Regions from separate parts of the Mus musculus genome. Here all the other regions are linked to region 1. Evidence: chromatin contacts called from public Hi-C and promoter capture Hi-C data. All regions are on one chromosome and are shown on one strand. The core of a region is the stretch at or near the end of the contact, and the rest is flanking DNA. Distances in the headings are between cores, read along the strand shown.

Region 1 (2,904 bases), core at 111-2,610:
AAACAAACAAAAAAATAAATAAATGAACAAAACGGGAAAAATGCCTTCACTCCTCTTTTTGAGAACAAACAAGCTTAGACAGGGCCCATAGGCCTTCGAGAGCCCTCTGTCTTTTTGTGCGTGGGAAGACATCACCAAGCCAGGAGAAAGGAAGTCACGAGTTCTGGCTCCAGGCTCAATTCCAGCATGGTGGTGTGTTTTGTGCCTTCAATTAGGAGTAGGGTTACCTCAAACTTCACCATCTACAAATATTTAATTGCCCAGACTCACAGGCCTGAGATAGTAGGTTTTGAGAGGGATCAAATTCCAGCAAAAGGGAAATGTGTTGTTTGGGATTCTTAACAAGGTCCCACCAATGACCAGTTTATCTCCTGGCTTCTACAAACACCATGAAGACTCTCTTTTGTTGTTGTTGTTGTATTTTGTTTTGTTTTTTTTACTTCTTCTAACAACTCGCTGTTAAATTAGCCGTGTCTAGGTAGTTTCATATTACAATCTTCTGAAATCCTCAGTCCTGGAAGGACTAAACCAGGGAAGCAACTGTGTAAACTCAGAGGACTATTCAAGGGCCAAAGCCGGTTCTGTGTGCAGAAAAGCTGCCTCGATGCGCTTCTGTGTCAGCTGCTCAGCCGCTCTGGGCTGGGACCGAATACATGGGAGGCAACAGTGCCCCTTCCTCAGACTACAAATGAAAAGCAAGCCCAGGACGTAGCTGTTTAGGAATGCCCGCGTTGCGATGCGTATTTACCACGGCCCTGCTTAAGCCTCGCTGCGACGCGTTCACAATATAAACAGGAAGGATTAGAGTGACCCGCGTCCCCAAAGACTGCGGCAGCCCGGGAAAAGCTCCGGTTACCTTGCATCCTGCGCAGCCTGCCCCTTGATGACAAATGCCCCAGATTCGAGCATTCTTTTGTAGTTCATGGGAAAGCAAGCTAATCCGTGCAAGCCCGCCCGCACATAGCCCTGTTCCATTCAGCGCTCCCGCACAATGCGCTCTCTGCGCGCCCGGCAGCCCGCAGTCGCAGCTCCTCCATCGCGACCTGGCCCGACCCGCGCCACGGGTTTTGCTGCTTCCCCTCCACTTGCGCGACTGCTCCCCACCCTCTTGGCAGCGGCGTGGGAAAGTCTGCAAGTGGGGGGGGGGGGGTTTGTGGACAACAAAACAAACCAAACAAACCAAAAAAAACAAGACATGCCGGGCTGCTGACCTCACTTCAAAAACTTAGGCTGACCTCAGTGTTCACCTACCCCCAGACCCCCTTTAAACTTTTCCATCCATTCCCACTCCTTCCCATTCCTTTGCATTATTAGTTCATTAGCTCGCCCCACCCCCACCCCCGCCCAAACTCAGGGCCTTGTGCTCAACCATCTAGCCACACCCCTACCCCTGCGTTAGTGCTCTCAATAAGCCAGGCCATGAGAGCTTTTCTGGAGCGAGGAAATCATCACGGTATCTCTGTGAAAGAGGTACATTTCACAGAAGAGGGAACTGAGGCACACATGAGTCCAGTGGGTACTGAAAATGGAAGCAGGCTCCTAAGGGCATGCCTTTCACCCTTAAGCTACAGGTTGCTTTGACTGTCACACACAGATCAATCCCAACACACACAGATCAATTCCAACCCTCAGCCACTGTCAATCTGCAGGAACACATCCGGGTTTCCGTCTCAACAGCCTCCTTCAGAGAGAAGGAGGTCACATGCCAATCCAAAACCGCATAGGCCCACGGGTTGAGTCACTGCTCACTGAAGCATTTGTCACCAGAAAAAGAACAGCTTGTCTAGGCTGGACATCCTGCTCAGTGAGTGCCACTGCTTCCACCTGCTCCAGGTTTCCCCAAGGGAGCTCCCTCCATAAAGAAGTTGCAACTGTTAGCTGTAGCCCAGCAAAATGGAGCAATCTATGATCCCAGCTACAAGAGAGGCGGAGGTGAACAGCCAACTAGGCAGGCCTTAGGCAACACAGCAAGACCCTCACTGGCACTCAAGCTGAGCTTTCAAAAACAAATCAAGCTCAGCATGGTGGCACAAGTCTAAATCTCTGCACCAGGGAAGCTGAGGCAGGAGAATTGGGAGTTCTAGGTCAGCTGGAGAGAGAGACCCTGTCTCAATAAAACAACAAAGTCATGAGCTGTCTGCCATAGCCCTGTTTTCATTTCTGTGGATGAAAGGAGGTTGCTCTCAAGAAGTCTGTTGATTGGCCTCAGGGTCCTGGAAAATGCCTGAGGTAGCCCATGTACCTGAGCATAAACGAAGAGTACAGGTCAGGATGAAGCTGCATTCAAAAATCCAGAAAGCCCGTGTAGACGTTGAAGGGGATGCTAGAAAACTATGCTGAGTATACTGAGGGCCAGCACAAGTTCATACATGATTACAGAAATGAAATTCAGAGGCACACTCAAGGCCCAGCAACACACACACACAATTTAAACAACAAAAAGATTTCAAATCTTACCTTTGAGGGAAGAAAGGAAAGCTAATAATATCCAGGCTACCCTTAAAGCTTTGATTTTATTATTGAGCCTGGGCATGATGTGCGTGTGGGGTGTCATGGTGTCATGTGGAGGTCAAGGGACAGCTTTGTGGATTTGGTTCTTTCTTTCTACTCTTATGTGGATGCCAGGGATCACACTCAGGTTGCCAGACTTACCCATCAAGTGCCTTTCCCCACTTCATGTGTAGGCATGATCACATACAGGGTTTCATATTCACCTGTGTGTGTGTGTGTGGGGGGGGGGGGGTGTCCATGTAATTGGCAACAGTAGAAGGGTTTCTGAACCCAGAATGACCAAAAATGAATTAAAAACCAAACCATAACAAAGTCAAAGCATTTCCTGAAGCAGTTGCTCACTGAGTATCATATGACATCCCTGCAGCCTTGGTTATAAATACGGAACAAGGG
Region 2 (2,912 bases), core at 199-2,698, 360 kb before region 1:
ATCAAGACAAAGGTTTGATCTCTAACATCACAATCACACCAAGACCTTCCTCCCAGCACTGTAAACAGAAGGCACAGGTTCTCAAGCCCCACCGCCAGTCAGGCACCACGTGATCTGTGATGATTTAACTCCTCAAGACTCCTACCCCTTCCTCACGGTTCACTTGATGGCCCTAAGTGGAAAGACCAAAGAAAATGGCTGTACTTACATCACAAAAAACACGAGAGAGAATTTGGCAGTGGGTATATTTAGGAAAGCATATGACTGTGTGGATTTGTTCTCTTTATCTATTCTGAGGCCAGGGCTTTATGCTATATTGGGGTTAGGCATCAAAACAGGTTTTGGGTTTTTGAAGAAATTTAACCAAGTATGAGTTTAGACTCTACTTCTAGGAATCCTTAGTGTTCTCATAGTGTATGTAACGTTTAAATGTTATTATTTTGGTTTGGTTTTGGTATTGAAACTGAACACAAGACCTCCTGCATGCCAAGCCTGGCCTCTAGCACTAAGCTACCCTCAATCGTTAACAGTCATTTGATTTGCTTTATCTTATATAAGCCTCAGAAAAGTATAATAATATTTATCATGAACTCTATTTTACAGATGAGAAGCCAATCATTAGAGTGAAGTGATCTGTTCAAGCGAGAGAGAGAGAGAGAGAGAGAGAGAGAGACAAGTAGTTACTTGGTACTTAAATATCGTCCTGTGTGTGGTTTTCCCAAGACATACTACATGACTTCCTGAGATGTCTTAAATAAAACACCACGGGAAATATTTTTGAAGACCCTTTCAAACATTTTCTGTATCCCTTCCCTAATTTTATAAGGGGCTGGTTTGTCTAGACTTGTATATACCCAGTATGGCCACAAGATGTCAGGTTAATCTCGGTCTTTGAGAAACTGGCTTCATTGGGGCACCAGTAGTAAGGTCCTCTTTTGCTGAAGAAGACAAATGAAAGCTATGAATAAATAATAACAATAATAATAATAATAATAATAATAATAATAATAATAATAATAATAAACAACTAAGGAATAAAGGAAAAACAAAACAAAAGCCCTTAGGTGGCTACATAGGTTAAATAGCAACTTTTCTCTCTTTCTGTTTTGAATCAAGCAACTGAAAGTTCAGATAAGCCTGTGTGTCACTTCTGTTTGCTCTTGGAGGCAGGAGGTCAGGACTTGGGCCAGCCCCTTAGCGAACATTATTCATCTGTCCAGCTCTGGAACAAATGTGAAGAAATGAAGTCGCTTCAGTGAGGGGAGACAGTGTTGTTATTGTTGCTGGTGATGGTTCTATTTGCCAGCAAGCATAAAAACATACTTTGGAATCCAAACAGGCTTGTCAGAGGGAACTTTTGTTCCATGTTTGGGCTGGGATGCTTCCAGGGCAAAATCAGGCGGGCATTTGAACCTCAGGAGGCCAGGAGAGAGCTGCACACAGCAGCCACTGATGGAAAAGGCCAGCCATCAGCTGCAGTTTCATCTGGGTGTTATTTGACTGCAGTCTATGCAGCTTGGGCTGCCAACTGGGGTCACTTCTCTGAATGAGTACTAAGGGGAGGAGGGGGGAGCAGGGCTCTGTAGTCCAGGACGGAGGACTCGTCGGCCACAAACGGGGATAAACAAGCTTAGAAGCTTGAGCTTTTGGAAAGCCGCTCCTCACTTTAGGGCTTTGGAGAGAGAAAGTGGTCCTGATTCTGCAGGATTTATCTGCTGTCGGGTCTCAATTACCCCAAGATCTCTGGCAATGCCTATGGGATCCCTTTGCTACGTGGATTAACTGCCCTGGGGACAAAGCCATCTTTGCTGTGTGTGGTGAGAGTTTAGGGTAGAGAAACTCGTGGTAACGCTAGTCTCAAGAAGCCTAAATTGAGAAAGCCTCTGCCTTTCTCCGCTACTGTTACATAATTTGAGCTGACGGTCCCATCCGCAGCTGTCCCGCTGCCTCCTCCCTCTGCAGATGGGAGAAGCTCGCTGGGTGGACAGGCTTACACTAATCTATCTATTTGGAAGGCAAGATGGTGATAAATTACGACCATGGTGAATATCACTAAGACGCGGTAGAGCCAACAGTACTCTGAATTTTCAGTTCTTCCTCACAACCCTGCTGGACTACCTAGGGCATCACTGAATGTTTTATTTCACCTTGAGATCCTGAGATAAGATAGGCTCTTACTCCAGAGCCCAAAATGTCCCGGTCTGAAGTGGCAAGCTCCCCACAGGAGGAGCCCGTGAATTTCAATAAATGGAGGAGCCTCTTATTTTGTAAATAAAGTAACAGCTCAAGGAAATGAAGTGATTGCGCCAATTATACACCTAATTGGTGGCAGATTAGGGACCGGAGCACAGCCCATTACTTCTGCTTCCTATCCCACTTCTGCTGTCTTGAATTTGAAAATACCTTTCACTTTATTTTAACTTAATTAGTTAATGGACTATTGCTTGGCTGGGACTGGAACTCAGGTAGGCAGATGCTCTACCACGAAGCTGCATCCCTAGTTGGTCTTATTTACTTAAAAACATGCCTTAAGTTAGCCTTCAGTTTTGTTTTTATAGTCAGGCCAGAGGCCGCCACCCAGAGCTGTCTCTGCTTCTAACCTCCAGGTTCCTTCTCATCTCAACCACAACTACCAGGCCTTGTAAACCTTACTGACTCTCAAGCTGAAAGGATAATTTTCAGCATTTAACCTCAATTCGGGCCTTTAGGATGGAATGGGTTTCACAGCATGGCCTGGGGATGTTTTCTAGAAAGAGCCAGATAGTCAATATTTGGGGTTTTGAAAGCCATACCTTACATAACAATTTGAGATGAAAATGTCTTTGTCATAACTACTCAGATTTGAGTTCCCAGCATGAAAACAGCCAAAATACACAAGGCTCCTGTCTATGATCGCAGCACTTGAAAGGGTG
Region 3 (2,940 bases), core at 394-2,893, 320 kb before region 1:
CAGTGCAGAGTTTTAGGTCTTCAATAATGAGAGCTTCCTGTTACCCTGAGTACAAGCCAGGCCACATCTCAAGTTCATTCTTTATCATTAAGGTGGGGAGAGAGAGGGAGGAAAGGCACTTAACTCTGGCTATACAGGGGGACAAGCCCCTATGACTCATGGGGACTTACCATTGACGCTCAAAGCTCCCATTGTTGCTGAGGGCAAGTTCTGCTTTCCAAGGCCATTGGCTGGATACTGTTTAGGGAGGATATTAGATTTACACAGGGTTTAGAAATAGAATCACTGTTACGCAAAGGAGGAAACCCTGAGCAGTTTTACCGTCTTTCAGATAACATTGATTTTTTTTTGTTCTCTTTTAAATTATGTGCTATTAAAAAAAAAAACCCCAAAACCTCACTTGGTAACTTTTCTTCTGTGTCTGTATCCTTTCACCCCATACACACAGCCTGTTGTTAGATCTTGTAACTCCTTGTAAAATCCTCTTAGGATGCAGCCCTGAGGTAGTTCCCATTCCTTTCTCAGTTTGAAACCTGCAGCCTTGTGCATGTTAGACAAGTACTCAACCCTGTGAATTGCACCACAGCCCTGACTCCCGGGACTCTAAGCTAGCCTCTAGGTCTTCTATTCCTTCTGGTGGTTCTGTTCCAGTCAGCCTGACTTCCTGGAAGTGTCATGAGCCTGCTGGAGCAGACATGGACCAAGAGAGCCCAACAGCTGGTGGCTCCCCATGTGTTCTCCTGGCACCGATTCATACTATGTGTGGATCCGTAGACAGCCAACCTGTGCTTGCATGCCCTCCCTCTCCTCAGCCTGCCTGCCATCAAAGCTCTGGGTTCTGGTTTAAAAGTTATTGGGAAGTGATAGGAAAACTAGTCCTATGGGCTGAGGCTAGCTCAGTGGTGGGCCCTTGGTTAGCTTGAGTGAGGCTGAGTTCCATACAGCACCGGAGAAAGGCGCGCAGGAAGGAGAGGAAGGGAAGAGCTGAGGGAAGAAAGAGAGCCAAAATGGAGGGTGTTGGGCAGAGACAAGACAGAGCCTAAAGCTGGTGCTGCGGTCTTAAACATCTCCTTTGGTTTTAGGCCTCTCAGAGGCTTGACAGAAAAGTTCACTGCTCCGCGGATTTCTTGTTCTGTTCCCTCAAAGTCCTCAGTTCCCTGTCCATTTGTCCCATCACTGAATCGGCTTCCCTTTGCCAGGCCATGCTGCTGGGTCAAAGTGTGCCTCTCTATTATTAACCTGTTTAACAGCTGAGAACAGTGAAGTACCCAGAAGCTACGTGACCCACCCAGGATCACGTGGCAGTGAACCGGCTGAGACTCACCCTTCTGAGGCTGGTGCTGCCTGCTGCCCTTGGCTCAGGCAGAACCGTCCACAGACATTCACGAGCTCGTGTTACATACAGGGCAAGGTCTCAGTAGAGGCTTCTCCTCTTCCCACTGAGTTCAGTGTCAACACAGCAGTGGAGAGAAGTGATGTGGAATCCTGGGAGCTTTGTTCTGAAGGGTCTCTTGTGGCAGAGCCTGGGGACTGTTGGTGACATTTCCATAAGTGTGACACTCTGCTGGTTGGATTAGGAGGTCCTGGGTAGTAACTGAAGAGTTCACAGTGGCCCTCCACTGACAACGCTATGTTCCAAAAGGGCACAGCAGCTGTTCAGCCTGAGGGATAGGGACAGAGGCAGAAGCAGGCATGCAGGAAGCTCACCCTAGGGAGTGCCTGCAGTGAGCCAGGCACCTTAAGGAGCCTCTCCAGGGATGCTTCCTTTGAGGACTTCTATCCACTCCCAGAACTCACCTGACCAACTCCTGTCCTCCTCCCGCTCTTGTTCCTGGGTGAGGAAATCAAACCCAGAGCTTCTAAGTGGAAAGCAGAGTTGGTGAGTCAGAAGGTTCCAATGCTCTCCCCTCCTCCCCTCTCCTTTCCTCCCCTTCCCTCCCCTTTCCTCTCCTTTCCTCCCCTCCCTTCCCCTCCCCTTTCTTCCCCTCCCTTCCCCCCTTTCCTCCCCTCCCTTCCCCTCCCCTCTCCCCCTCCTTTATCCCTCCTTTCTCCCTCCTTCCCAGTCCCTTCTCTCCTCCTCTCCTTTTTCTTTTTGAGACAGAACCTCACACTTGTAACCCAGGCTCCCAAGCTTGCCTTCACTCCCAGCAATTCTCCTGCCTCAGCCTCCCAAATGCTGGGATTGCAAACACAGTACCATTCCGAGTCAAGAAGTCTTTCTTTGAAGGGACCCGTCTAAAACTAGCACAGATGAGTCCTGTCCGTGCTTTCTTCCTTTCTTATCCAGTGAGTCATGGAAGGAGCCATGGGGAAGTTGGTCTTCTCCTCTAAAACCCTTGCTGAGTTTCCCTCCAGAGTGACAGTGGCTCAGGGGCACCATTTTGGCTGCAGTCCTGTGGAGTTTCATTTTCACATTTTTATTGAAAAATCGAAATCTGGAGAATTAGAGCCTTTCCATATTGATTTTCCAGGAGCAAGTGAAAATTGCATTTTGTATAGGACTAAGGAAGTGGCACCTTGAGTGGTGACAGGGCTGACGTTGGAGATGACGTGAGACCAGGAGAACAATGGCGCTGGTGGGTATAGCCTCTGTAATTTTTTGATGTGACAAAGGCAGGAATGAAGATTGATCCACACCCATGTGACTCGATTTCTTGCATTATGATGTTAATTTCATTTTGTTTTCAGTGAACAGGAAAGAAAAGTGGGAGCTTCAGGGAACAGAAAATTCAAGTTTCACCTCGTAGCATGTTGTGGTCAGGTATCAAGTCCACACACACACACCTCTGCTCTGGCCAAGCTGGTTGCTTTGGGACAATGTGGAGAACCCACTGGAATTCCAACTAAAGTATTCACGTTGAGGCCCACCTCTGTGTTCTGGGTTCAGATCCTGCTGCTACTGTACTCTGACAAATTATATAATTCTCTGAACCTCAATTT
Region 4 (2,735 bases), core at 184-2,683, 410 kb before region 1:
GACCACCACAGTGAGCCAAAATACAATTCTTATAAGTTGATTATCTCAGACTTTGTTATAGTAATGGATAGCTGACTTGGACATCATAAAACATTTTTTTTTAAACTGAAAACATAATATGCTCAGAAAAATAATGCTATAATAGAAAAGGCATCCATAATTTATATATCTAAAGCGGCATTATTTATTTTCTAGAAAATAATCTTTGGTTTTGTTTTTTTTTAATGTTGTGAGATAATTTCTACATTGCCACAGTTATTGTAATTCTTAATCTTAATATTTAATAGTTATTAATATTATAGAATATTAATATATTAATAGTTACCATATATTAATAGTTAATCTTAATGTTTAGTGTTCCCAACACCTTCTAACACCTGAAACCCTTTGGTGACTGATTACATCCAAACCATAGCAATCAGCTGTGTAGGGTTATCAGCTGTGTGTAGATAGTACCTGTTGACTTTCTAGATACATTTTGTAAAGCCCTTTCTCCTTGGAAGAGCTGTGTCTGTATTCAGGACATTCAGGGTAACATAGTCACATGACAACATAGAGACAGCATAGGGGTGTTAGACCTGCTTAGCCCCGTGGCTGCAGGGTTGCTCTGCAGCTGGGTATACCAAACTTTTATAAAATACTGAGAAAAAAAATATTCAAAACATCCCAAGTAGACCACTGTTCACATTCTAAAATAATTTTTAGGGGCAGAGACATAGCTTAACGGTTTCAAGAGCTTGCTGTTTTTTCAGAGGACGAAGTTCAGTTCCCAGTACTCAGGCAGCTAAAACTTCCTGAACCTCCAACTCCAGGGGATTTGCTAGCTTTCATGGCAGGAAGCATGGCAGCAGGTCTCATGTACACATACCCGCACGCAGATATATACACATACCTAACACCTGAGTCGAGTTGGGGGGAAGAATTCCTAGCTTTGCAAAGAATTCCAACCATAAAGTTGTAAGTTGTAAGCACCTATTCAAAATGTGCCAGGTAGTGATGGCTTGTGCCTTTAATCTCAGCACTTAGGAAGCAGATATCTGAATCCGAGGCCAGCCTTGTCTATGGAGTGAGTTCTAGGACACCCAGGATAACACAGAGGAAATCCTGTTTTGAAAATCCAAACCAAACCAAACCAATTAACCAACCTACCAATCAACCATCCAACCCACCAACCAACTAACCAACCAAGCAAACAAACAAAAAGCAAAAGCAATCCTCTCATTTAGCCATGTAGCCACGGAGTGAGAGGAGAGAGGCCCAGGCAGTAAGAGCCTTGCTGCATTACCGGCTTGGCTTGGGCAGCAGTGGGCAGGGGCCTCCTTCTTCAAAGAAGTTTTCCTCTGAGGGCAGCAAGAAATTGAGCCACCTCTGTGTGGGGCATGCTGTGAAAAGTACAAGGCAGAGCTGTGAGACCTGATCCCTTTACATCACTCAAAGGGGATTATGATGCACGGTGGAGTGGAAAGTTGTGCTAAGCAGTGCTGTTCAGGCTTAGAGAAAGCCTGTTTTGAACGTCTCTAACAGAAAGCATAGCTGCGCATAGAACGTAAGGGCAGAAATTGGTGTCAGGGAGAAACCATACAGGTAAGTGACCCAGACTATCAACCACTAAACTTGTTTTTCTACAAACATTGCTTCAAGGGGAACGTAAGGTCAGGGATCTGGTGTTGCATGTGTCCTTTGCAAGTTGGAACTGAGAAGGGCTGTCACAGGGACAAAGGAATCCAGCACTGCCTGGTCTAAAATGACACTAGTCTATGGAAGGCCGCTGCTACTAAAGCCATTGAAAGAGGTTTTTAATTGTTCAGGAATATGATTCAAACCAAGCCACCAACCATCACTGTTGCACAACTACACAGAGAAGCGAGTCTCAGCCAGGAAAGAGAATGGCTGTAGAATGGTTGTTCAGATACCATAGCAAAACTAAGCCCAAAACAAACACTGGCATTGTCTACAAGAGGCTGGCCTGGAAACAGGGCAGGGCTCGATCAAACAAAGTTTGCAAGTAGGAAGAGAAATATTCATCTGCAGCTCCTGATGGCATGGACAGGAAGCCTGGGCCAAGGCTGTTTTTTTTTTTTTTTTTTTTTTTTTTTTCCTTTCAGTCTGGGTCCCACCCTGTAGAATGATGTCACTCACAACCAGGGTGGTTTTCACACTTCCGTTAAGCCCCTCTAGAAACACCCCCTCAACATGCCCAGGGATGTGTCTCCTAGGAGATTGAAGTTGACAGTGAAGATTAGCCATCAGGACAGTTATGACTTTTCTTCTTCAGATTTTCAAGTTTGGAAGTATAATCCTTAAATAACTCTCTCCAGTGTCTGCTGGGGAGTCATGAGCTGGGGACAGCATCTCTTCATTATCTTTCCTTCCTTCTGTGATGATTAAAGAGACTTCTCTCATTTGCATAGACTCTCTAAACATTCCCTTAAGCTGACAGGATGGCTCAGTGGACAAAGACACTTGCCACCAAGCCGGAAGACCAGAGTTCAATTCCTGGGACCCACGTTAATTTTAAAAAGTGAGAACTGACTCCTGTAAGTTGTCCTCTGACTTCCACATGTGTGCTGCATGCTGCTTCCCCCCCCCCAAGTAAACAGGGGTGGGTTGTTTTAAAAATAACACCTGTTTCCAGAATTCAGGTAATATAGAAAAACAAAGAATATTTAAAGTAATATAATCTTCAACCCAGAGAGACTAGTATGCATATCTAATTAATCACTAATTAAATTATG

The links. Promoter capture Hi-C pulls out the DNA fragments that hold promoters and counts their contacts. A called contact is a pair of places that touch in the nucleus more often than the background predicts.
Region 2: a contact with region 1 is called in a Hi-C map of cerebral cortex, with 2.8 times the contacts expected there. The contact joins two enhancer-like sites. A contact is called at or near these places in 1 of 15 datasets of contacts at CTCF or cohesin (pro-B cells), 7 of 484 Hi-C or Micro-C datasets (bone marrow-derived macrophages, cerebellar granule neurons, cerebral cortex and 4 more), 9 of 115 datasets of contacts at active chromatin or transcription factors (astrocytes, bone marrow-derived macrophages, craniofacial prominence and 5 more) and 1 of 9 other capture datasets (embryonic stem cells).
Region 3: a Hi-C map of the N1E-115 cell line shows a contact between it and region 1, with 2.3 times the contacts expected there. The contact joins the promoter of 2310043L19Rik here to the enhancer-like site in region 1. A contact is called at or near these places in 1 of 484 Hi-C or Micro-C datasets (the N1E-115 cell line) and 5 of 115 datasets of contacts at active chromatin or transcription factors (astrocytes, double positive thymocytes, embryonic midbrain and 2 more).
Region 4: a promoter capture Hi-C map of cranial neural crest shows a contact between it and region 1. The contact joins the promoter of 1700016C15Rik here to the enhancer-like site in region 1. A contact is called at or near these places in 1 of 39 promoter capture datasets (cranial neural crest), 1 of 484 Hi-C or Micro-C datasets (nephron progenitors), 4 of 115 datasets of contacts at active chromatin or transcription factors (astrocytes, bone marrow-derived macrophages, large pre-B cells and 1 more) and 4 of 9 other capture datasets (adipose tissue, embryonic stem cells, liver and 1 more).

What each region holds. Positions count from the first base shown.
Region 1 is chr1:177,320,932-177,323,835 of GRCm38.p6, reverse strand. All of the region lies in intron 6 of Gm36904 (a long non-coding RNA gene), which reads right to left. Among named protein-coding and RNA genes, the nearest start is that of Gm36904, 65 kb to the right of the region's middle. Within about 2 kb of position 1,360, at least 142 of the 459 cell types and tissues checked have an H3K27ac peak or open chromatin away from gene starts, as enhancers often do. A contact at or near this core is called in the N1E-115 cell line, bone marrow-derived macrophages, cerebral cortex and 4 more, where this site is marked.
Region 2 is chr1:177,683,072-177,685,983 of GRCm38.p6, reverse strand. No RefSeq gene overlaps it. Among named protein-coding and RNA genes, the nearest start is that of 2310043L19Rik, 42 kb to the right of the region's middle. Within about 2 kb of position 1,448, at least 46 of the 459 cell types and tissues checked have an H3K27ac peak or open chromatin away from gene starts, as enhancers often do. A contact at or near this core is called in cerebral cortex, muscle stem cells and stem cell-derived neural progenitor cells, where this site is marked.
Region 3 is chr1:177,641,646-177,644,585 of GRCm38.p6, reverse strand. It overlaps 2310043L19Rik (RIKEN cDNA 2310043L19 gene), which reads left to right and starts at 1,643. Exons shown (of 3, transcript NR_037994.1): 1 at 1,643-1,879; 2 at 2,472-2,576; 3 at 2,689-2,940.
Region 4 is chr1:177,728,512-177,731,246 of GRCm38.p6, reverse strand. 1700016C15Rik (RIKEN cDNA 1700016C15 gene) reads right to left here and starts at 1,433. Exons shown (of 6, transcript NM_027077.2): 1 at 1,286-1,433. It overlaps Gm30115 (a long non-coding RNA gene), which reads left to right and starts at 1,172. Exons shown (of 5, transcript XR_373742.2): 1 at 1,172-1,584.